Linked DNA regions of Mus musculus: regions 1, 3, 4, 5, 6 and 7 are each linked to region 2. Evidence: chromatin contacts called from public HiCAR-type, HiChIP or PLAC-seq, Micro-C and promoter capture Hi-C data. All regions are on one chromosome and are shown on one strand. Each heading gives the region's core, a stretch centred on a gene start, on an enhancer-like site or on the middle of the called end of the contact. The rest is flanking DNA. Distances are from core to core; before and after follow the strand shown. Region 1 overlaps Commd1 (COMM domain containing 1). Region 2 holds the start of Otx1 (orthodenticle homeobox 1). Region 3 holds the start of Ugp2 (UDP-glucose pyrophosphorylase 2). Region 4 has its middle 3.9 kb from the start of Gm51939. Region 5 overlaps Commd1 (COMM domain containing 1). Region 6 holds the start of Vps54 (VPS54 GARP complex subunit). Region 7 holds the start of Commd1 (COMM domain containing 1).

What was found. Promoter capture Hi-C pulls out the DNA fragments that hold promoters and counts their contacts. A called contact is a pair of places that touch in the nucleus more often than the background predicts. HiCAR-type assays count read pairs that join an accessible place to other places. HiChIP or PLAC-seq counts read pairs in DNA pulled down with a chosen protein or histone mark. Capture Hi-C pulls out chosen DNA fragments and counts their contacts.
Region 1: a promoter capture Hi-C map of hippocampal neurons shows a contact between it and region 2, with 4 times the contacts expected there. The contact joins the enhancer-like site here to the promoter of Otx1 in region 2. A contact is called at or near these places in 3 of 39 promoter capture datasets (embryonic stem cells, hippocampal neurons and stem cell-derived epiblast-like cells), 2 of 115 datasets of contacts at active chromatin or transcription factors (embryonic forebrain and embryonic stem cells) and 1 of 9 other capture datasets (embryonic stem cells).
Region 3: a Micro-C map of embryonic stem cells shows a contact between it and region 2, with 4 times the contacts expected there. The contact joins the promoter of Ugp2 here to the promoter of Otx1 in region 2. A contact is called at or near these places in 1 of 39 promoter capture datasets (embryonic stem cells), 7 of 484 Hi-C or Micro-C datasets (cranial neural crest, embryonic stem cells, stem cell-derived germline stem cell-like cells and 1 more), 6 of 115 datasets of contacts at active chromatin or transcription factors (astrocytes, embryonic stem cells, microglia and 2 more) and 1 of 9 other capture datasets (embryonic tail).
Region 4: an H3K4me3 HiChIP or PLAC-seq map of forebrain shows a contact between it and region 2, with 6 times the contacts expected there. The contact joins the enhancer-like site here to the promoter of Otx1 in region 2. A contact is called at or near these places in 1 of 484 Hi-C or Micro-C datasets (the N1E-115 cell line) and 5 of 115 datasets of contacts at active chromatin or transcription factors (astrocytes, craniofacial prominence, embryonic forebrain and 2 more).
Region 5: an Esrrb HiChIP or PLAC-seq map of embryonic stem cells shows a contact between it and region 2, with 21 times the contacts expected there. The contact joins the enhancer-like site here to the promoter of Otx1 in region 2. A contact is called at or near these places in 3 of 39 promoter capture datasets (cranial neural crest, embryonic stem cells and stem cell-derived epiblast-like cells), 1 of 15 datasets of contacts at CTCF or cohesin (embryonic stem cells), 6 of 484 Hi-C or Micro-C datasets (all in embryonic stem cells), 5 of 115 datasets of contacts at active chromatin or transcription factors (embryonic forebrain, embryonic stem cells and stem cell-derived neural progenitor cells) and 1 of 9 other capture datasets (embryonic stem cells).
Region 6: a HiCAR-type map of astrocytes shows a contact between it and region 2, with 2.7 times the contacts expected there. The contact joins the promoter of Vps54 here to the promoter of Otx1 in region 2. A contact is called at or near these places in 2 of 484 Hi-C or Micro-C datasets (the HL-1 cell line and embryonic stem cells) and 1 of 115 datasets of contacts at active chromatin or transcription factors (astrocytes).
Region 7: a promoter capture Hi-C map of adipose tissue shows a contact between it and region 2, with 5 times the contacts expected there. The contact joins the promoter of Commd1 here to the promoter of Otx1 in region 2. A contact is called at or near these places in 16 of 39 promoter capture datasets (the 3T3-L1 cell line, 3T3-L1-derived adipocytes, the HPC-7 cell line and 10 more), 9 of 484 Hi-C or Micro-C datasets (embryonic stem cells, muscle stem cells and neural progenitor cells), 10 of 115 datasets of contacts at active chromatin or transcription factors (astrocytes, bone marrow-derived macrophages, embryonic forebrain and 5 more) and 3 of 9 other capture datasets (adipose tissue, embryonic stem cells and embryonic tail).

What each region holds. Positions count from the first base shown.
Region 1 is chr11:22,935,137-22,938,308 of GRCm38.p6, reverse strand. The region is part of intron 2 of Commd1 (COMM domain containing 1); the gene reads left to right. Among named protein-coding and RNA genes, the nearest start is that of Zrsr1, 35 kb to the left of the region's middle. Within about 2 kb of position 1,683, at least 30 of the 459 cell types and tissues checked have an H3K27ac peak or open chromatin away from gene starts, as enhancers often do. A contact at or near this core is called in hippocampal neurons, where this site is marked.
Region 2 is chr11:22,000,396-22,003,423 of GRCm38.p6, reverse strand. Otx1 (orthodenticle homeobox 1) reads left to right here and starts at 1,773. Exons shown (of 5, transcript NM_011023.3): 1 at 1,773-1,876; 2 at 2,235-2,302. Gm32517 (a long non-coding RNA gene) reads right to left here. Exons shown (of 3, transcript XR_003949861.1): 3 at 2,840-2,990.
Region 3 is chr11:21,369,369-21,372,612 of GRCm38.p6, reverse strand. Ugp2 (UDP-glucose pyrophosphorylase 2) reads left to right here and starts at 1,984. Exons shown (of 10, transcript NM_139297.6): 1 at 1,984-2,426. The coding sequence starts at 2,408.
Region 4 is chr11:22,586,693-22,590,026 of GRCm38.p6, reverse strand. No RefSeq gene overlaps it. Among named protein-coding and RNA genes, the nearest start is that of Gm51939, 3.9 kb to the right of the region's middle. Within about 2 kb of position 1,951, at least 94 of the 459 cell types and tissues checked have an H3K27ac peak or open chromatin away from gene starts, as enhancers often do. A contact at or near this core is called in the N1E-115 cell line, astrocytes and forebrain, where this site is marked.
Region 5 is chr11:22,955,694-22,958,935 of GRCm38.p6, reverse strand. Commd1 (COMM domain containing 1) reads left to right here. Exons shown (of 3, transcript NM_144514.2): 2 at 2,244-2,525. Among named protein-coding and RNA genes, the nearest start is that of Zrsr1, 15 kb to the left of the region's middle. Within about 2 kb of position 1,860, at least 60 of the 459 cell types and tissues checked have an H3K27ac peak or open chromatin away from gene starts, as enhancers often do. A contact at or near this core is called in embryonic stem cells and stem cell-derived epiblast-like cells, where this site is marked.
Region 6 is chr11:21,237,477-21,240,545 of GRCm38.p6, reverse strand. Vps54 (VPS54 GARP complex subunit) reads right to left here and starts at 1,514. Exons shown (of 23, transcript NM_139061.5): 1 at 1,175-1,514.
Region 7 is chr11:22,980,528-22,983,597 of GRCm38.p6, reverse strand. Commd1 (COMM domain containing 1) reads left to right here and starts at 1,314. Exons shown (of 3, transcript NM_144514.2): 1 at 1,314-1,519. The coding sequence starts at 1,343.

The sequences.
Region 1 (3,172 bases), core at 434-2,933, 930 kb before region 2:
TTTCTATTCACAGATTAAATGAAGAATCTCTTTGGTATAAACTCCCACTTCAGTGTGGGCATTTATACCATTTTTCTTTGAGATTAGAACAGCCACCTGACTTTGGTGATTATATTTTTGTTCCTTTGAATTGTGTTTGGATCTTTCAGCATCTGACTGGAATACATGTTGTTCTTCGGTGTTTGGCTGACGATCCCTTTAGTGCAGTGCGGAGGAGATCTGTGTTGTTTCTAAGTTGTCTCTCCTTAATCTCATTCATAGCTACAATTTTTGCTTCCTGCACTCTTGATTTTGGGTTGAGCTTTACTTTAAGTCTTCTTGCTGAGGAGAATGCTGTCTGCCAGCTGCAGGTGTCTCCATCACCCATTGTGTATGGGCCCCAGGCTTGGTCTTCAGATGTGTGATCAAGAACTGTTGATTTTCAGGCCCCGCCCTCTAGGTTTATGCTTTGTGTGTGTGTGTTTCTTCTCCATCTATTTAAAAAAAAAATATGTGTTTTATTTATCCAACATTTTTAAGAGGTATCTTTCAGGAGATGTTGGTAATTGTGATTTCAGAAACTAATGACTATAGTTACTTTAACAAAGATAATATTATTAAACCTATTACTTTTAAGATGGTGTCATGCTGGGCTGGAGAGATGGCTCAGTGGTTAAGAGCACTGACTGCTCTTCCAGAGGTCTTGAGTTCAGTTCCCAGCAACCACATGGTGGCTCACAACCATCTGTAATGAGATCAGATGCCCTCTTCTGGTGTGTCTGAAGACAGCAACAGTGTTCTCACATACATTAAATAAATAAATAAATAAATATTTAAAAAAAATAAAAAGATGGTGTCATGTATTTCAGAATAGCCTTTCTATGTAGCTCCTGATTTACCTCTGCTTCCCAACTGTGAGGATTATAGGCTTGCGCCACCACATCTGGCTCATCTATCTATCTACCCATCCATCCATCCATCCATCCATCCATTGTTGAAGAACTCACCATTGCAAAAATATTTTCTGATTTTACCTGGCAAGTATATGGTAAATCTAATTTAATTAATAGACTTCCAAGATTCAAAATACATGAATCAAAACTAATTTACCCCTGCAGTTGCCACGCCCTAGAGAAGTGCAGCAAGGGCACTCTGAACACCTTAACAGTGACAGAGAACTGCAGCTCCAAGTTGCCTTTGATTCCAATATTTCTGGAATAATTTAGGAGAAACAATAGCTGTAACTAAACAACTCGGTGGAGATTTGGATTCTGCTGCCCACTTTAATTACTAAAGTACAATTTAAAAGCTGCAAAAGGGAATAGAGAAGAGAGGAATAAGAACAGGAAGTAGCTGCTGCAGTATAAGGGGGCTGGCGTGCCCAGGTGCCTGTGCTGGATCTTTCCATTTACCACCCACGAGAGAACTGCAGCAGAATTTCCCACTCAGTGTGGCTGATTATAGCTGATGAAACTAACATCACTTAGGTTTAATTTGAATTGACATGACAGTACTTGTCCTTATTTCTTTTGAAAGATAAAATTGGAGAGAACACAGTAGATTCTTGAATTACTTATCATTTCTGATTTCACAGTTATTTCCTAAAATGACTTGTAAGACTCCTCCCCCACACTCTGACACTTACTGAGAGCTTTGTTTAACATTTACATATCTATTAGGTAGATGGAGGAGGAAGGGCAACTGTCTCCATGGTTATGAAAATGCCTAACCCCGGGGGTGGGGAGGGGAAATTTGACTACAGGTGCTTTCCTTACATAATGACTGATGGGGATGCAAATCAAGATGAAATCTCTACAGATTTGATGTTATTGCTGCAGTCCTCAGTTGAACTCCATATCAGATGCAAAGAAGGTCGAACTTTTCAGTCTCCTACTGTTGCTGCCACACCCACTGCTCTCAGCAGAGTACTGAATAATAGTACTTGCTTTCTAAACAAAGTAAGAATGAGCCAATGTTAACCATTAATTTCCCAAATATAAAGATGAGCATGAATGAACTAATTTCTGTAGCTTAGTCAAGGGACTTCCCCATCTCACCTTCAGCAGCTCTTGTTAGGCTCCAATTCCCAGAGAGCCTTGGAAGGGATGTGACTTCTGAGTACAAAAGGCAAAATGTTTCCTCACTCACTGCTAGGTACATGGCTCATACTCCAATTTAAAAAAAAATTAAAAAGAAGACTAACAACAGAAATCCATAAAAGTATATCTCAGAAATGAAGACCTAAAACTGAGAGAAAACTGTATGTTTATATTTACAGTTGATGAGGAAAAGGGTTTACACAAGTACAGTTAGACAAAAACGGAGGTAAAAAACCGAACTCTCCAGGTCGGACTTAATTCCGGGACTGTTTTGCCTGCTCCTTTCCTCTTGGCCTCAGGGCAGGATACCTGCCAATTGACACGGTCAGAGAATGGTCTGCTGTTGAGCTTGTAGTCTTCCTCCAACTTAAAGTGTGTAGTAATATGCTAGGTTTCCCAGGTCGAAGCTCAACAGGGTCATCAGTGGTATAGAACTTGTGCTAGAATGTAATGCTTATTAGATTCTAGGGCTGGAGAGGCGGGGAGTGGGGGAGAATATGAATATGAATGAGAATTAGATTGACCATCAGGCAAAAGGTTTATTAGAGTTGTCAGAACAAACAGCAAGGTCTTCAATGAAGCTGAGCCTGCTCAAGCAGAGCAGACTCTGTTCTTTTAAGGCCCTGGTGAGAGAGTAAGGGCAAGGGGGCTGTGCATGAGTAGGAGATGGTCCAAGGTCATCTGATATCATTCAGGTAGACCTAGAAACACAATGTTTATTTATACTTCTGGCTGAAGTGGCTGTTTAAAGGCTCAGGAACATTCCTAGATCTGGGCTGAGGAGGCATTGGGGAGACTGTGGTAGTGTAGCACTGGGCTGTTTGGGGCTCTGCTGTCTGTAAGGACTTGGTCATAGTGCAGTCGAGGCAGCTCTTGTGAGAGCTATGAGAACAGAAAGGCTGCGTCTGGGTACGGGTGTGGTCAAGTCCGTAAATCCCTTTGGAGCAGCATCTGAAAGATCTGGGACCTAACAGTAATATTTTCTATACATAATAGCCTGATACCCATACATATTATGTATTATGTGGGGAGAAAGAATAATAAATAGATTGTTGATTATTTTCTCAAATCCTAGTTAGTGAGAAGCACATAAT
Region 2 (3,028 bases), core at 524-3,023:
CTCTTTCTCTCGCTTTTGTGAATGGGCCGCGGTGTCTTTGTTCTGGAGAGAAGCGCCCGTGTCGCTGACTTTTGTGAACCAGAGAAGGATCTTGTAAAACCTCCTTTTCTCCTCCGTAGTCCCCTCTCACACCCCTCCTTCCCTGCCCCTTTGATTAGATGTTCCCTCATCGTTCAAAAAAAAAAATGTAATTTCGTTAGTCTGGCGGCCACTTTCTTTGAACATTAGCTCGCTTTCAGCTCCAACTTCAATTAGAAGGAGTTGATTTTGAGAGACCAACAAAAGAACCGACCAAAGCCTTATTAAAGGTCCTAAGAAGATCTCTCGGTCCTTTGAGAAGCAGTTAAGGAAACAGTGTGCCCTCCGTCATATTCTGTTACCGTATTTTATTCGGACTCCAAAGAAAAGTGTCGCGTGGGGGAGGGGAGAAGCACTTTGATGAGCGGCAGTCGCGGCCCTTTTCACTCAGCGGGCTCCCCCCTTCCTTCTGGTCGCCCCGCACCCGGTCAGCGACCACAGCGGACCGCGCGGCCTGGGCATCGCGGTGCTCCGCTCTACCTTGCTCTCGGCGGCTGCCGAACTCACCCACGCACATACTGTGGTTCAAACTTTTCGCCCGCCTGTTGGGGTGAGAACGGCAGAAGATGAGGAAAAAGAACTAGGAAAGAGTGTAAGTGTGGTCCCTAGTATTCAGTAGGAGATGCCATGTAAAAATATTGCCTTGTTCGGGGTTGGGCCGAAAATACTCTTCCCTCTCGCTTTGAAAAGTACACACAAGAAGACGATCTCAGCAAGTTTATTCGGCTGGAAACTGGGGTCTGCCAGTAAGAACAATCCGGGGAAATTGTTTCGAGGAGGCTCCTCCAGTAAGGTGTAGAAAATGAAGTGAGAGGGATCGGGGTGTGTAGCCACATTTTCCACCAGACTGTTCGTTGTAGGTGGAGATCTGGAAAGACTGACAGATTGTGAAAAAGAAAGTTTTCTATCAAATCCATGAGAGAGAGAGAGAGAGAGAGAGAGAGAGAGAGAGAGAGAGAGAGAGAGAGAGAGAGAATGTAAGGAGATTTGAGTTCCAACGGTTCCGAAGAAGCTTTTAGGACTTGCGAACACCTTTGGTGAGACTGCCTGGGAGCCCCTGGAAACGCTGTGCAGCTGGGAATTGGCGGCGCCTCCCCTGCCGGTGCTCTTTCTGGGCGCAAGAGTCCCGGGTCGCCGCAGGGCGCCCTGCGCGCCGAGAGCTGCACCCCCACTCCCGGCTCCGCTCAGCAGCCCGCGCCGGCGGCGACCGCTGGTTGTGGGGGAGCGGAGGAGGAGTTGCTGGGGCCCCAGGGAGCATCAAGGAGTGCCAGGGGCCAGCACGCCCCGAGTCCTCGGCCTGGGAAGCCTGGCTCCCACAGTGCGGCAGAGCCTGGCGGCGCGCGCGCGCGAGCAGGAACCGGTTATCCAGCAGCTTGACGCCACTCCTCCGGAGCGCGGCCCGGGCAAGGGGAGGGCGGGGGCCCTCGGGCGAGCCTTGGGACCCGGGGCCCCCTCTGTGCCAGCAACTCCGGCGCAGCCTTCGCCCTCCTCAACTCGTTCTGAGCGGAATTTGCCAACCTAGACCCAGAGTTAGCGCGCGACCGGGGCGGGGCCGGCGCGCGGGGAGGGAGGAGGTGGGGGCGAGGGAGGGCGGGGGCGCGCGGAGGTAACCCGGGCTCGCCATTGCCCAGCTCCCTGTCACTCAGTCCGCTCTAGGCCCCCTATTGGAGGCCGAGCCCCGTTACGCACTCGCCTCGCGTTCACATACCCGGGGAGGGCAGTAGAAAGGTGATCAATCTTCATCAGGCTACATTTCCAATCACCTAAACAACCGAGCAAGACAAGCCACTCCGACAAGGTAAATTGCTTGATTTATTTAGTTTGCCAAGTGACTATGCAGGATTTCTCCAGTCCCTACCGCCTCCGGCTTGCTCCGAGAGAGTGCAGCTGCCAGCGCAAGCCACCTCCTAACTCTGTCCCTCGAACACCCCCTACTCACCCACCCCACCCCCCGGGTCCCGGGCGAGGCCAGGTCTTGAGAGGAAAAGCATGTGGGACTTTGCAACAAAGTGTTTGAGCAATAAAGTGAAACCTGGAGGTACACGCACAGAGCTCCTAGAAAAAATGCAGGAGACGGGAAGAGGGAAGTTGAGGGAAGAGGAAAGCCTAGGGTCCCGCCGTCTCCGGGGTAATACCTGTGCGCCTCCGTTTTGCAGGTTGGCTGCCGGCGAGTCTCGGTGAAGGCGAGAGGTAGATGGTGAAAAGCCGCGACTGCGGAGGGCAGGTAAGGAGGGAGTCGCCGGGCCGCGCGCCACCCCGGGACGATGGTGGCCCCTCTCGTCTCCCCGTCCTCTAATCGACCCCCGCTACCTCTGTCCGGGGCAGGTGGGCGGGGTTGGAGTGAGAGGCCGGGCGCCCCTTGGCTGCCCTGGGGACCCCAGGCCGCTCGGGAGCCGGCCGCCCCCTCCCCCGCCTCCTCCGAAGCTGCGGAACTGGGCTGCTAAGTTAGACGAAAGTACTCGAAAACTCACACCGCAGCCGGGCTTAGCCGCGGAGGCTGCAGGCCTGTGGCCCTTCGGCCCAAGCTCTTTGAATCCTTCCTTTCCGCCTTATGTGCTCGCTGACCTCCCCCCACCCCCTTAGTCTAGGCTGAGGGTCCCCCAGGGCTGAGGCGGGGAAAGGAGTTGGGATGGGGGAGCTGCTTTAGTTTTACCTCCCTTTCTCCCCGGAATCTCCTACCCTTGGGTCCTGGGATGTAGCTTCAAGCCCCCCGCCGGTCCCAGTCATACTCCCAGAACCCCTTCTTTTGCTGGAGCAGAGCTGCGTGGGCTCAGAGTGTCTGCGCCGAGCCTCGCCCTCCCGGTCGGCTGTGCGTGAGCTTTACAACCTGAGGCCTAGTTCCTTGCTCTCCATCGGGTTCATATAGGACGGCCGATGCGACGCGACCTGGCACGCTAGGCCTTCCAAAATCCCTAGAATGTTTGGGGCGCTGGGTTGGCCATCAAATTCT
Region 3 (3,244 bases), core at 735-3,234, 630 kb after region 2:
TTACTCAATCATAAATCAAGATGCCAATTCTTAGGAACTACCAAATGTTTTTGCTAGATTTAAAGATCGTTTCTCCCCTTGTTAATCTTCTGTGGAAGTCAAAAATAACTGGCCATTCTATTATATAATAAGCCTGGGAAAGTTAAAGATTCCTTGTTGCACGTAAGTTTTTGCAGGCTGACTTACATGAGGAGCCCCAGGTCTTTGGTTCTGTTTTAGTGCTTACACTGACTGATAAATATAGTTCATTCACTGCTGGAACAATTTCTCTACTGTTCAGAGAGGATGTAGAGTCTAAGCAAAAACTCCAGAGCAAGTGTCGTTATTAAACTGACGTCATTTGTTATTTTAGAAATTTTTTTCATTTGGAGAAAGTTATTTTCTTAGCTGAGATATTTGGATGCCTAAGGTTTTTGGATTCTACATAAGCAACATGAACACTATCTTTTCCTGTGTTGTTTAATAACATTTCCATATGAACCCAAAGGACTGAATAATGAAAGCTCTCTCTTTTCTAGAGAATAATTTAGAAATTCTCATTTACCTTGGCTGAATAATGTTGTACATTTCAAACCCTTCTGGAAGTGCTTGGTTACAGAACTGACAAACCAAGTAGGGTAACGCGAGAATGTTAAAGAAGACAGGCAGTCTTACAGGCTTAAATGGTTGGCAAGACTAGCTGTGATTGGGCACACCTCAGGGAGTCCCCAGACGGGTGCCAACGTTCTGGCTTTTAACTTCATCTTTCTTTTGGAGACTTCAAGATCTATCATCAGCATCTTAAGGATAATAAGTCATTTTCACTTTGGCTAGAAAAGTAAACGCCCAATTCCAGCACAAACGTGCCCAGGAGTGGGATTCGAGGCAAGGCGAATAGTGATGGCTCTTTCTGGAGAGCCTTTATTTGGCATTCCCTTCGACGCCCCCAGGCCCTCCTCCTGTTGGTGAGCCACACACATCCCATCCCTTTACTTGATTCTGAAAAGGTTGCCTTAACCCTCCTCAAACCCTAATTGGTGGCAGAGCCTTTGGGTCCTCTTGAGAAGAGCCTGGTGTCCCTGAGGAAGGGGAGTTCAAGGTTTCCTCAACGGGCAAATTCTGGTGGAGTGCAAACACAAGCACACGCTTCGGTTTTCTCACACGCTCGTGGCATCTGCAAACAGCAAGCAGAGACAGACGTGCTTGGCACCGTGCTGCTGCCTGTGCAGCTCCCACGCGTGGGATTCCCGCCTTCGCTTCTGCGCCCGCCTCCCTCGGGCCTCGAACGCCCCGCCCCCTGCCACCTCCGCGTGTCTCATTGGCCAGGTCCTTAGGCAAACTTCGGCTCCGGACTGGCGGCTGTGCCTGTCGCTCTGAGCAGTAGGGACATTTCCGCATTGGGAGGGGGGAAGGAGGGGGAGGGGAGGTGTGTGGCGAAAGTGGGGGCTCCGGTGTCCGGAGGCGGCGGGCTGGAGGGTCAGGGGCTGCGCACGCTGGCGCCAGGCTCCAGGTGTTTGCGTGTGACGGGAGCGGAGGGGAGGTCGCCTCGGCCACGCTCGTGCAGCGTGCGAGACCTGATTCCAGGCCCCCAACTTCTCAGCCCTCGAGGGAATAGGAAGGTGGGTGTCGCTTAAGGGGCGGGCCGGGCTCCGAGCGACCTCCTTGTGGGGTCCTGCTCCGAAAGGCGTGGCCGGGGGCCGACAGTGGGGCGTGGAAGAGTAGGGGGCGGGCGGGCGGGCGGGCGAGGGCGTGTCAGGGAGGGCCAGGCCTCCCGGGGGGTCTGGGCGGCCAGGCCCGGGGGGCAGGGAGGGGGCGAGCCGGGCCCTGGTGTGGAGCGGCTGCGTAGGGGAGGGCGGCCAGTGGAGGCCGCGGGCAGCTGTCTGCCCGAGTGCGGAATTCGCAGCATCTCCGAGTCCCGGCTATTTATGGGCTGGAGAAAAGGTTGCGTTGCCCCTTCGCCGGCCTCCCCGCCTCCCGATCTACACGGGGCGCCAGCAGCTCGCCGCTGGACGGCCGCCGGCGAGGGGCCTCGGGGTGCGGCCGGGGGCCTGCGGCAGTCCTGCCCTAGAGGGCGTGGAGACCGGAGGGCGGTGAAGCGGCTCTAGGTCCGCCTCTCCATTGATGAAATTTAAGTTCGTCTGGTTTTACCTTTTCCGGAGTCTCCAGTCGTCCCCTGTTGGTGTCGGGATCGCTGAGTAGCCTGGAGTTCCCTCCCAAGCTGAGTCGGTCCCACCAAGTTTTCCGTCTTCAGGATTTTTCTTTTTAAAGACTAGTTTTGATTTTTTTTCCCCCCGAATTCTTCTTTAAGTAGTTAAACATCGGAGGAGAAAGAACACTTCGGTTGCAGGGAAGGGAGAGAGACCTTCCTTACAACGTAGATTCTAGAAATTGAAAATTATAAGCCAGATTATTTTAATAAGATCCTAAAATGTCGAGATTTGTACAAGGTAAGACATTTTGCTTTCTGTCTCTTGGCTGCTTCGTCCGATTTTGAATATTGGTAGTCTCTAAGTAAGTGGGTAGTTTGTAACTGGAAGTGTTCATTTGTGATACCGTTTGCCAGACCTTTTTGGTTAAATTGGTATTTAAGCTGCTTTGCGCCACTTATTGGGTTGGCATTTCATATACGTGTTTGTATGCCTCTGCGCCCTGCAGGGGTTATTTCTACCTTCTAAAATCAGTTTTAATAGTATTCTGACATCGTGGATAGTAATTGTAAAAATCAAAACAGGATTTTTGACTGCTGATTAATTCTTGTTCCCTTCTTGCACTCGATGATAAGTTAGTTATCTTTGTGGGACAAGGAAACCCAGAGGGCTAGGGACAGGCAGATGCGTTTGTCAAGACTAGTAGGAAGCTCTCCACTTCTTTTCTGTGTGTACGTGGATTGAGTCTCAGAGTAATTTATTGCGAAATCAGTAGTTTGTAGACACTGGAGGTCATACCAGTCAGAGAAATGACTTTGCTGCAGTGCTCTTAGCTTTTTCTTTTTTAATATAGAAAGATTATGCTTTCTTTAAATTTGAAAATTACCATTCAAATCTGTATATGTGTAAATAATGCATTTAGCAAATACCCCTCAACCAAGCTGTAGTATTGCAATTGGGTGCTGCCTTAAACTTCTGTCACAAAACTGTATAGAGTTTGCCTATAAGAAGCCTTTCCTTCCAGACCCCAGTGTGTGAAAGCTTCAGCCATCTTGCTTAATACATGCAGTAAAGTTTGCAACCGCTTCACGTGATCCTCAGTGACTGTCCATGCACCT
Region 4 (3,334 bases), core at 702-3,201, 590 kb before region 2:
AGGGAAGAGAGAGGGCAAGCAGACCAAGAAAGGAGCCAAGGACCAAGGGAGGAAGAAGAAGGAGGAGGAGGATGGAAGAGGGAGGAGGAGGAAGAGGAGGAGGAGGAGGAGAGAACCAAGGGGCAAGAGGTCAAGAAGGCCAAGAGGAAGTCAGCCAGGAGCCAAATGACAGTTTTATATAGGAATGAGGAGTTGGGGGAGGGACGAGGAAACCCCCCTGCCCCTGGGAGGGAAAGGTTTAGGGTAGGTTGGGGTGAAAAGGGCTGGGAGGAACCACTGTGAGCCTTGGCCCACTTTCTTTGGGACCTGACTGTTGACAGGAAGGCTATGGGTAGGAAAGTCAATGTGTTGTGGTCCCCTCATGAGGACCTGAAGATTGGTTGTGGAAATAAGAACAATTCAGTTTATGGCCAGAACATTTAAGGCCTGCCAACTCTCTGTGATTCCAGGCGATGCCTGTAATCTTCGTAGCCCTATGAGTGGAGGGTCATATTAAAGAAGGCCATGCCTGTGTGGCCCTGTGCCCACTAGTTGGTGCTCACTGCTTGTGGGTTGGAGTGGTTAGAGGAGGCTTCTGAGACTGGAAGCCCCCTGCAAATAGGGAATGCAGAGTTCATCTCTCTATCGCCATCCCTAGCCCATTCCTAGACACCAGGGGTCAATGAAAAGAAAAAAAGAAATATATAAAGAGGAAAGGAAAGGAGAGGTATGGTAGAGGAAAAGCTTATTGTAGATAAAAGAGAGAGTGAGGCAGACACATCTGGGAGAGTCCAGAGTGGACTGAGCTGGCACATGCAGGGAGATGGGACACCAGGTGAAGCATCTAAGAGGCTAAAGGTACAAATGACGCTGGTGACCCAAATAGCTGGATTATAGTGAAAAACTTCTGTGGGGAAAGACAGCTCAGCCTCTGGGCTGGAGAGCTCAGGGCAGAGGATGGGGTATGCCAGCCAAACCCTGTAACAGGTAGGGACTGAGAGAACAGGGACAGGGAAAGTCTGGAGGCCAGGTCTGCTTTGCTATGTAAATAGACTCCTCAGCCATCTGTCCTGGTTTGAAACCTAACAAGGAGTCATTCAATAAATTCATTTGAAAGGCATAGATGATGGGCATGGAGCTGGGGCTGAGTCTGGAAGGACAGGACTTGTCCGGTGTCTAGGAGAAGGGAGGATCTTGTGCCCAGCACATGGGGCTGGGCTTCCTGCTGTTTGCTGACAACTTGCTTGCAGAAAAGCATTTAATGGCTGGGCTCCTTTTCCAAGTGCTGATTGTGGTCAGCCCATAGCCTTTCAGTCCATCTGGCAGAGGGATACATAGCCTCATCAGCATGCCTTAATCCTATCAGGACACAGAGTCCAGGATCCTGGCATTCCACAGACATGGGAGAGAGGAGGGGCGAGTGGGTGCTGGAGGGGGTTGGGGTGGGGTGGGGGTGGAGCAGTCTGAAGCCCCAGGCCCCTAAGCAGAGCTTGGTGAAGTTTTAGCCCCAGCATCGGGTAACTGAGGATATGGAGGGAGTACAGATTTTTTTTTCTTTCAGGAAATCTGGAGGAATTTGGAGTTCTTTATGGAATGTGGGGATAGTTTGGCTCATTGATTATTTATGCAGGCTTTTCAAACATTTGCATAGAACAAGCTAACCTTTGCAGGGCTGTCAGGTGTGGTGTACCTTGTAATCCCAGCATTTGGAAGACAGAGGCAGGAAGCTTGCCATCAGCTTGAAGCCAGCCTCTCCACACAGCAGGTTCCAGTCCAGTCAGGGCCATGTCAAGATCCTGTCTCAAAGAGAGCTCTGTACATTTTCTAGCAAAAGTGCCAGACTGTCAGTGGGATCCAAATGATTCCACAAATAGTCCTCTTTAGTAAAAAGACGTGGCCATGGGAAGCCTCGGCAGAGCCTCAGGGCCTGCAGCCCACACGACAGCTCCTTCACAGTCCTTGTCCATTTTATTCCTGCAGACATTGGGCTCAGAACGATTTTAGTTCACTACTAAAGAATAAACCCAGTGTGTGAAGGATGTGTACTCATTGGGTCTGGCTGGAACCTTTCCTGTCTGGCTCCCAAATAAAGCTATTTGGATTTACTCCAAGCCTCACAGAGCTGACTGAGCTTAGGGCTGGAAGATCTGCTAGCTGACAACCTCCTTTTCCAGTTGACCAAAATTCCAGGACCATCAGGGACTCTTCAGGGTTATTTCTGGGCACTGGGTGTTAGTACCAGGACACTCCAAGCCTCGGCCTAACAATGTGACCCTTGACCTGCGTTGCCAGGACAACGACCCTCAATCCCACAACCCATTTGGCTCAGTTCCCACCCTCACTGGCATGACATCATTTTCTATATAAATTAGGAAGTCACCTCTTCCTTTCTCTCTTTTTCCTTTTCTCTGCCCTTCTACCTGCTTCGCTGCCCCCAAACCTCTCCCATGTGGAACCACCTTGGTCTGGTCTGCTGTCTGGTCTATCCACTCAAAATATTTCTAGATTAATATTATATGATATTAATTAACATACCACTGGGCAATGGGGTGGTTGATTTTGGATTTTTCCAGTTTCTAGTGTGTCACCCAATGGATGCCAAGAATTACATTAGACATCTTTGGCAAATTGAGAAAATGCTCACAACAGAATTACTGGTGTCAAGACCCTGACAAGAAGCACACAGAGGCATCTAGACTAACATATTAAAACCCACTAAACATGCTAAACAGACTGTAGAGGGTAGCAATCTGCAGTACTGAGTGTTTCAAGATAAGGTCTCTCTGTCCTGGAAATCACTCTGTAGACCTGATTGGCCGAGAACTCAGGATCTGCCTGCCTCTGCCTTCCAAGTTCTTTAAAGGCTTGTGCCACCACTGCCCAGCTTTACTGAATTTAACTTGGTTAAATTTTATTTAAGCTGCAGCTGACCAGTCGCCTTGTTTGGATTGGAGACTGAGGTCCAGCAAAAAGGAGGAGTGGCTTTTAAAGGCAAAAACCACTTTTTTTTTTTTTTTTTTTTGGATGTGCACTTCTGCAGGTGGGAGGTCGTATCTGGGGTCTTTTGCATACCTGGAATTCCTAGTCTTACAGCTTCAGGTTGCTTACAGGGCTGGCCTCAGAACTTTAAGATCTCAGCTATTACAGTGAGGATCATGCACGCTATGTGGAATGCAGGTATGTGTTCTTAGCACTGAGCCTTAGCCCAGAATTGCAAAGAAAGTCAACCTTTTCAGACCTGCCTTCTCCATCAAAAGGTCGTTAGGCAAAACGGGCATCATCATGCTATGCCAGGCCCTAACTACTTAAACAGGATCCCCTTGGTGGGCTGAGATGCTACCACCAAGTTCCCTTT
Region 5 (3,242 bases), core at 611-3,110, 960 kb before region 2:
GAATTAAAAAACTGGTATTAAATGAGAATGCATGACTTTTTAAATTCAATTCTAAGTTGGTTCCCCGTTTATGTTTGAATTGTGTTAAGAAAAGGATGGATTGACCCCAGATCAAGATACTGATTGAAACTCAACCAAAATAGCTTTTATGTTCTAGACAGAGTTATGTCAGAATAAGACATGCTGTCATGGAACTCCTGGTGAGCTGAGGATGTGGGTGCTGCTACTGCTTTCAGACTGTCGGTACAGGGGCGCATCCCCACACACATCCCAGAGTAAAATCCCAGAGTGGAATGAGGCAGAAATGGTACAGAGTTTCAGTGTCGTAAAAGAAGATGCTAATAGGAATATTTAACTCAATTCTAGTATAACATGCTCAGTAATCATTCCCTCTCCTTGGGGACTTGCCATGGAGCTCTACCTGCCCTAGAACTTATATAAACAGGCCAGATTTATTCTTGGCTATTTTCCTGACTTTATGTCCTGAGTGCTGAGATTATAGTCATGAGCCATCAGGCTAGTCTTAAAAGTAATATTTCTATTTCTATGTAATATGGCAATTAAGCAGTAAATGTGTTCAACTGTAATGTGAAATAATCTATCAGGATGATTGGGTGTTTGCCACACAATTTTAAAAAGAAAATTAAATTTTTATTTATTTTACTTTATCATTATCATTTTTGTTTTCTTTTTTACTTTTTTTTTTTTAATGTATGAATGCTCTCTCTGCATATACACCTGCATGCCAGAAGAGGGCATCAGATCCCTTCACAGATTGTCATGATCCACCATGTAGTTGCTGGGAATTGAACTCAGGACCTCTGGAAGAACAGCAGCAGCCAGTGATCTTCACCACTGAACCATCTCACCAATCCGTCCACACAACTTTTATATTAATAGAGACATCAACAACAGTAGATCTGTAGCTGTCCTTGGCCTGTGCGACTGCAGCTGCCCTCAACCTGGTTTGGTGTACCTACAGCAACATCTGGCCAAGGAAGGAAGCTTCTGGGATTCCCACTTCGCCTCAGCTACTTTTGTCCTCAGATTTAGCTTTGCATCATAATTATCCATGTGTCCAGCATTTGGTGGCTCCTTTTTGCCTATGGATAACAGTGTTACGAGTTTTGGCACACTGGTTTGATTTACACCACCTTCTCAACTTTCCTGCAAATTGTTAAACTAAACTAGTTGGCTTACGTCTAACAATACATATTTCTCACTTGTAACAGCTAAATCTTGAAAAGATGAAAATCACTCTCTAAGGGATATAAATAAAGCTTTAATAGCTAATCCTTGGGTGGTAACATTTTTATATCATTGATGGTAGAAAGAATCAGTTTGACTTTTTAATCAGCAGCAGCAGCAGCAGCGATGCCAGTGTCCATATCTGTGTGCAGTCACTTAGGACAACCAGCCAGAGAAACATGGCTCAACAGTTAGGACTCTTTGGCTCTCTGGTTTTATGGAAACTTAGTGCTTCTGACGACCATGTTGTCTGTGAAATGGAAACTAGAATATGAGACTCAATAGAAGTAATAGATGTCTAGGCTGTGCAGCATGGGCTGGATTGAAGACAGCCACAGACCACAGGCTAGCAGTGTGGGCCCAGTAGGTGCCATTGCAATGAGCAAGTATGTAGTTGCAGAGATGGGAGAGACAGAGAAGGTAAGAAGTTTGTGACTATGAAGAGAGAACTGGAGACAGGCTGGCGGTGAGGAACAGCCTGATGTGAGAGAGGCCTGCATTGCCATCTGAGACCATGGTGATGTCTCATGCCTGTGCTGCTGCTCAGGGTCATGTCTGGACTCACCAAAGACCATGCCTCCGGAGGTGGTGTTGATTTGCTACCACACAGTGGCGCCCTGCCCACATGGGAGAGCTGATCCTGCCCCTGCCCCTTACCTAGGCAGCCTGGGAGAGCTGGCTCTGGAGAGCTGGCCCCACTGATCACTGAAGAGCTGGCTCTGAGCCTTGCCTGGCCAGCCAGAGAGTTAGCTCTGGTGGTGGTGTGTGGGAGAACTAGCAGTCTGATCCATTTAACTACCACCTAGGCCCAGATTCAGGGCCGGTCCTACAGACCCACAGCTTCAGGATCTCCATGACACAGGGCAACAGCAGGCTATCCGAGAGGAGTCCTGGTGAAACTAAGTTCAATCAAAATATGTTCTGTAGCTAGGCAGCTAGCTTTGTCTAGTTATCTACCAAGTTCAAATATATTGCTTTTTCTTTTATCTTTATAGTCTATTGCATCTGCAGACATGGATTTCAACCAGTTAGAGGCATTCCTGACTGCTCAAACCAAAAAGCAAGGTGGCATCACCAGTGAGCAAGCTGCAGTCATCTCCAAGTTTTGGAAGAGCCACAAGATAAAAATCCGAGAGAGTCTCATGAAGCAGAGCCGCTGGGACAACGGCCTTCGGGGCCTGAGCTGGAGAGTCGATGGCAAGTCTCAGTCACGGCACTCAACTCAGATACACAGCCCTGTTGCCATAATAGAGCTGGAATTTGGAAAAAATGGACAGGTGAGTCCAGCTTCAATTTCCCTTTGTAAATTGTGTATTTTCATACACTTATTTTACTTTTATTTAACAGAGTTTGCTGAGGTAACCCTAAAATCACTTTTAGAGGTAGAATCATGTGAACATTTTGATGTTTTCAGTTATATACAGAGTTTAAAAAAGCAGCTACATGTCTTTGCAGTTGTCTCAAAAGGGCAGAGTCGGACAGTTTTGACTGCAGTCTCCCAGGCAATGATAGAGACACAAAGAGCAGGAGCCAAGGTTAGTGGGTGCACACCAAACCTTTCCTATCCTGTTATTTGTGTAGTCAATCCAGTATGGGAGGTGATAAGTCCTAATCTCTTAACCATATCGATGCATTGTTCCTAAAGACCATGTGTGCCATCTCTGGCCTCAAGCTCACAAATCATTTTCAACTGGATCTTGATTATTCACGAGCCAGTGCTGCTCACCTCTGGAGTCGCTAATCACATAACAGGTGGTTTTAGTGTCTATGCAGATTCTCTTAAAGCTATCCAGCTCCTGCTCCAGCTCCTGCTAAATCAGACTTCAGGTGGCCTGGCTTATGGTTTTTTGAGTGGGGAAGAGGGGAAACAAACTGGTAATTAGAGACTATCCAGACCACTGAGTTATCACATTTATTTTTGAAAAATAATCAAATAAGGGCTTTCATTATATCCTGCACTAGAAATGTATTTTCCTTCTCAATGGTAAGCACAG
Region 6 (3,069 bases), core at 265-2,764, 760 kb after region 2:
TAGTGTGTACAGTTTTACTGTGAACAGACTGGTACTTATAGTAACAGTTCTAAGGTTGCCAGAACACAGTTTAAAACTAGCCAAAAGACAATACAAAAGTTAGCATCTAACATCCTAAACTACAACTATCAAGTACAAAGTGACCAATTTTACCTAATGATAATTAGTGTAGAGCACCAATACCCACTTCTAGGAAACCCAACTCACTGTACTACATACAGTCAGACATATCCTATCATTACATCTGTTCCAGCCAAACTGCTAGGGAGTCAAATAGTTTTCCAATTAGAGCTCCCATTTATAAAACTCAATGCCCATCAAGACCTGCAGCATAAGTTATCACCTTCTTCTCCATATACCACAAACAGCGTATCATAATATCCCCTGCCCGCTGAACATGTATTAAGACTGACCTGAGTTTGAGAACCCGAAATTAAATCAATTAGAAAACAGAAGTAGCCCAATTTAATTCTTCGAAAGTAAAAGACGTCTCTATAAGGACCAAAAACCAAACTTGGTTAAAAAGGTATTTTAAGAAACACTTTGTAACTCTAATAGGCCAAAATTCTTTAAAAAAAAAAAAAAAAAAGTCACCCTAAGCCATACACGGACAGGCCAAGTAGCTAATTATAATGGTCAGGCAAAAGTTCCCAGACAACCCACAGGGAACAGGGAAGGCCTGTCTTTGTATCCCTGCAGACAGCAGTTAGCAAAACTGAAAGAAATAAAATAATTTAAACTACAATGCAAAACTGCACAATGCCGAGTTCTTCTTTGGTTTAGTATTCTCGGGCGGGGGGGTGGGGGGGCGGTGTTTTTATTCTAGAAGGCTCCAAGAGGGGTTCAGGCCTGGCTGAAAGGAGACAGGGAAAGTTTGGGCTCCGCGTCTACAAGGACTGATGGAAGTTGCTGGTCCCGGATTCCGGAGAGGGGCGAGGGGACTGGGGCGGCACCTGCGGACGCCGGCCGGGGCTGGGGCACAGCTGCCGGCCCGGATCCTGGGAGTGCCGAGAAGGAAGTGGTGGTGGCGGGGAGGATGAAGCTTCGGCTCGGTCACCGGCTCCGAAACTCTGTCAGCTCCAAGCCCCGAGGAGACGGAGGGGGTGGGGTCCCGCCGCCCCGCCGGTCACCGGGTCGGGGGAGGGTGGCCGCGAAGCGCGGGCCCGGCACCTACCTGCGGTCCCGGGCGGCAGCCCCAGACGAGGCCTAGTGCACCGCCGCCTCCATCCCTCCACGTCGCGCCGAGACTGCTGCTCCGCGGCCGCCGCCGCCCTGCGCGCCGGGTCCGAGCCCGGTTCCCGCCTCCGCCCCGCGCCTGCTGGCCGGCGGGCCCGGGAGCACAGGGCCGCCCTCTCGAGCCCAGCGCCGCTCGGGGGCAGAGCGGCCGCGGCGGGCCCCTCACGTCTCGCCCGGGTGTCCTGTCAGCCAGCAGTCTCCCCCGGGTCCGCAGCGCCGCCTCCGCCGCTGCTGCCGCCGCCTCTCCCACATCCCCGGCCTCCAGGGGAGCCGCCGCCGCGCCGCGACCACCGCCCCCGGCGCCTCAGCTCCCCACGCCGCCGCCCGCCTCACGCCACCGGCCCGGCGCGGCTGGGTCCGCGGAGAGCGTGCAGCAGGCCGCCGCCGCCGCCAGGCCGCCGCAGCCCCCAGCCCACAATCCACCGCGGCGTCGCCGGGGCGGGAGGGCCGCGGCCAGACCGGGAGTCGCCGCGCAGCTCCGACAGGGCCTGGCGCGGCCGCCGCAGAGCTAGCGACCCCAGAGCGGGGACGACCCCGCGTGGCTGCCCCGTGCCTCCCCCTGTCGTCCTCGTAAAGGCAGGAGTCGTCTCGGATCTGCGCTCCAGCTCGCACGGTTCCCCCCCCCCGCCCAGGTTGTCCAAAGAAGCCGAGCGTTGCCTTCCGCCTTCCCTGGCGAGCGGGCGGGAGCGGACCCCTCGCCCCCCAGACCAACTGACTCCCGGCCGCTTACACCCACTAAAGCCCTAGCTTCCGCCTGCCCTGACTCCCTCAGCCCCTCATAGTAAACAAACATGGCTCCGTCTCCAAAATTAATGCCTTTCAAAGGTGAAAGGTCAACTCCAGATACCCCACTGGCCTCCAGCACTTAAGGCCTTTTGAGGCTACCCTGTCCCCCCAGTTCCTGGCTTCCAATCACCTGTCACATTTCTCAGGCGCATAAGTCAGTTGTCCCTGCCCTTTAAAAATCTGAAAAACTTGGGTGTGTGTGCTTATTATTAAAATCTATTTGTGATTCCTAACAGCATTTCCAATTAGGCTGAGTTCAGAGAGAATTGTGATCTTACTAGTAAAATTACCATCTGCAAGATAGGGTGTCTTAGACTACAATATGTTTATAAGTCTCCAATCACCTTTGGTTGATTCAGGAGTCTTGAGACTCAGAGCCACCAAGGTCTGGAAAAATAAGAAAAAAAGTCTTAATTACTTGAGGGTCTTTCTTAACTTTATGAAGATTTTATTCCATTTTGGAACTGTTTAGCCTACAAATAAGTTTCATGCATTTCAAAAGTCTGTTTTACAAAGCAAAAGTGAAAATGTAACTCAGTAGTTAACTGGAAAAAGAAACTGATGCAAGTCTTGGTCTTAGTAAGTCATTGAAAATTGCTAACAGCTTTTGTTAATTTACTCACCAAAAAGGTATGGTTGGTCAGGCAGTGGTGGCGCATGCCTTTAATCCTAGCACTTGGGAGGCAGAGGCAGGCAGATTTCTGAGTTTTGAGGCCAGCCTGGCCAGCCTGGTCTACAGAGTTCCAGGGCAGCCAGGGCTACACAGAGAAGCCCTGTCTAAAAAAAAAAAAAAAAAAAAAAAACAAGAAAAAAAAAAAAAGGTATGGTTGAAGGACAGAAAGGACACAGAGAAAGGAAAACACAAAAGATTAGCCAAAAGAAAAGTCCTGCGCTATATTTTTCTGAATTCAACTCTTTACAATGGAGCCAGGCACAATGGAGCAGTCCTGTAATCCCAGCATTTTGGAGTAGAGACTTGAGGATCAGGAGTTCAAAGCCACCCTCAGAGTCCACATGGGACACTCAAGGCCTGCCTGGGTAATGTGA
Region 7 (3,070 bases), core at 65-2,564, 980 kb before region 2:
TATTTTTATTTATTTATTTTGGTCTTTTTGAGACAGGGTTTCTCTGTATAGCCCTGGCTGTCCTGGAACTCACCTTGTAGACCAGGCTGGCCTCGAACTCAGAAAACTGCCTGCCTCTGCCTCCTGAGTGCAGGGATTAAAGGTGTGTGCCACTATGCCCGGGTTTTTATTTTAAATTACAATTAGCTTATACTAATTTTTCCAATTGGGAGCTAATTTACATATTGCAAAACTGTCTTTTAGTGTATACAATTCACTGTGCTTTGGTAAAGGACAAAGCCGTGTAGTTATCACCAGTGGCTGCTCATAGGCATTTTCATCATCTGAAAACAGACTTTGTACCCATTATGTCATTTCCTATTCTTCCCTCCTTCAGTCCTTGACAACTGGATTTTTGTATGGATTTGCTTAATTTAGCAGTAAATAAGATTGTCCAGTTGTCTTTCATGTCTGGCTTCATTCGTTTCACGCATTTTTTTTCTTTTTTTCTTTTTAATTATGTAGGCCTGTCTGTGCACATGAGTACATTGCTGGTGGAAGCTTTCAATTTCTGAGGTTGGAGTTACAGGAGGTTGTAAGTCGCCTAAAGCGAGTGCTGGAAACTGAACTTTGGTCCGCTACAGGAATAGTATACATTCTTAACCATTGAATCTGTCCAGCCCTCATTTAGCACATTTTAAAGGTTCACCTATATTATAGTATCATGCTACACGCTTATTATAGCTGAATATAAGTAAGGGTTTTTTTTTGGGTAATTATGTAGATAAGTATTTACTAATGCGATTCCACTTTAAGAATGAAAATAAGGCTTTGAAAAATAGTGGTTATAGAAATGGAGACCAGACTACTGATAATGGCTAGAAAGACAACGTACGGGTATACACAAAGGAATTAATGCAAGCAAAGAGATCATGTCCTCATGAAGTAGCTACATTTGGGGGGCGTGGGGAAAAGATTATAGAGCTTAGAACTGAGTAGTAGGCACTGCTCATTTAATTGCAAGCTGTAGAATGAGATACAGCCATCGAAGAATTAAGGTGGCATTCTTACGGAGTTACAGTTAGGTATCTCCAGCCAGCGATCGTTCCTTTGAGTGCGCATTTGCACATCGGAGTGAAGAAGGAAACAACAAAAACACAGTGACTCTAAAGGAAACTGAGTGGATTTGGCTGTGGTGGAAGTAGTGGATGTGTGTGGCAGAGCAAACGAGAGAACTGTTTATATCGACTAGTGGAGGAACCCGGCATCGCGTTCCGTGGCTGCCTTTGCCAGCTTTTATGGCCCTTCTCGGCCCCCGTAGCGGACCGGAGCTCAGCCGCTGGGCGGCAGGCCCTCCTTAGCCATGGCGGGCGATCTGGAGGGTGGCAAGTCCCTGAGCGGGCTGCTGAGCGGCCTAGCGCAGAACGCCTTTCACGGACACTCGGGTGTCACGGAGGAGCTGCTGCACAGCCAACTCTATCCGGAAGTGCCACCGGAGGAGTTCCGCCCCTTCCTGGCGAAGATGAGAGGACTTCTCAAGGTACGGTGGTTCCGCCGAGCAGCCCTGCCCTCCTCGCAGCCTCAGGCCCGCCCCCAGCCTCGGGTGCTGCTGTCTTTGGGCGCTCAGCGACCCTCCTGAGCCGTGGAGGTCGCTCTGTTGCGCCCTTGTTTTAGGGACACATAACGGTGAAAACATTGATTTTTTTTTCTCTCCCTCAAGACTTTCTGTGTCTGTAGTATAGATAAGTTTCGAGTTTTTTTCGCCTCGGACTTTGATGTTGCACCGGGCGTTGTAGTGCACTCCTTTAATCTGTGCACTTGGAGAGGCAGAGGCTGGCAGAGAGTTGTGTGAGTTCGAGGCCAGCCTGTTGCACAGAGTTCCAGGGCAGTCAGGGCAATGTGGTGAGACCCTTGTTTAAAGAGAGCGAGAGCGTGCTTGCCAGCTTTCCTGGGTTGTGGAAGTTGGGGAGCGTTAGCATGAGGTGGTTGGTGAGATAAAGGATTGATTAACTGGAGTAAACACCATTAAAGCAGTCGACTCTATGATTTCCAAATGGAACGAAGTATACATCAGACTGTCTCATGAAAACTATTAGAGGGCAACATAACAGGTGAAATTAACTAAAAAGATTTATTTTTATTTTATGTGTATGGGTGCGGTGCCTGCATGTGCACTGGTGGTTGGAACGGTTATAGGCCACCACATGGGTGCTGGAAACCCGGGTCTTCCTCAAGAGCATTATTAGGGCTCTTCTAAGCAGTCTCTCCAGTCCCCCATTCCACCTGGGGTTTGAGATAGGATCTCTTGTAGCCCAGACTAGCCTTGAACTCACGTGTAGTTGATCCACCTTCCACTTCCCAAGTGTTAGAATTTCAAGCAGCTACCACCATCTCCTGCTGTGACCTCTGTGTGTGTGGGTGGCATGGGGTGGGGTACCTTGCACTATCTCACTCTGTGTGGGGGGTGGCGTGTGGGGGGATACCTTGCACTATCACTCTCTACCTATCTTTCCAGACAGAGTCTCTCTCTCACTGTACCTGGAATCCAGTCTCACTGACTGGCTAGAGCAGCCAAGAACTCAAGAGATCTGCTTGTATTTGCTCTCCCAGAGCTTGGGTTACAGAAATAGGGGACCATGCCCAGCCTTTTCATGGGTGCTGGAGAATCAGAACCAGGCCCTAATTGAGCTATCTGCCCAGCTGGCAGCTGGTTCCTGTGACTTTTTTTTTTTTTTCCCCTTGGGTAAGCTGTTATAACTAAAGTGTATTCAAGGTATCTATCATTTATGTAATTACTATTCAATGTATTGTTTTCACAAAGTCTTTATTTTCTGTGTATTGAAGTTTTGCCTGCATGTGTATCTCTGAATGTGTTGGAACTTCTGATGCTGGCGTTACAGACAGTGGTGATCTGTCATGGGGATGCTGGGAATTGAATCTGAATTCTCTGAAAGAATGGCCAGTACACTTAACTGCTGAGCCATCTCTCCAGCTCCTTCACAAAGTCTTTAAAATATGATGTGCATTTTACATTTAAAACATTTTAGTTGCAACTAGCCACATTCGAAATGGTTAAAGTGGCCATATGTGG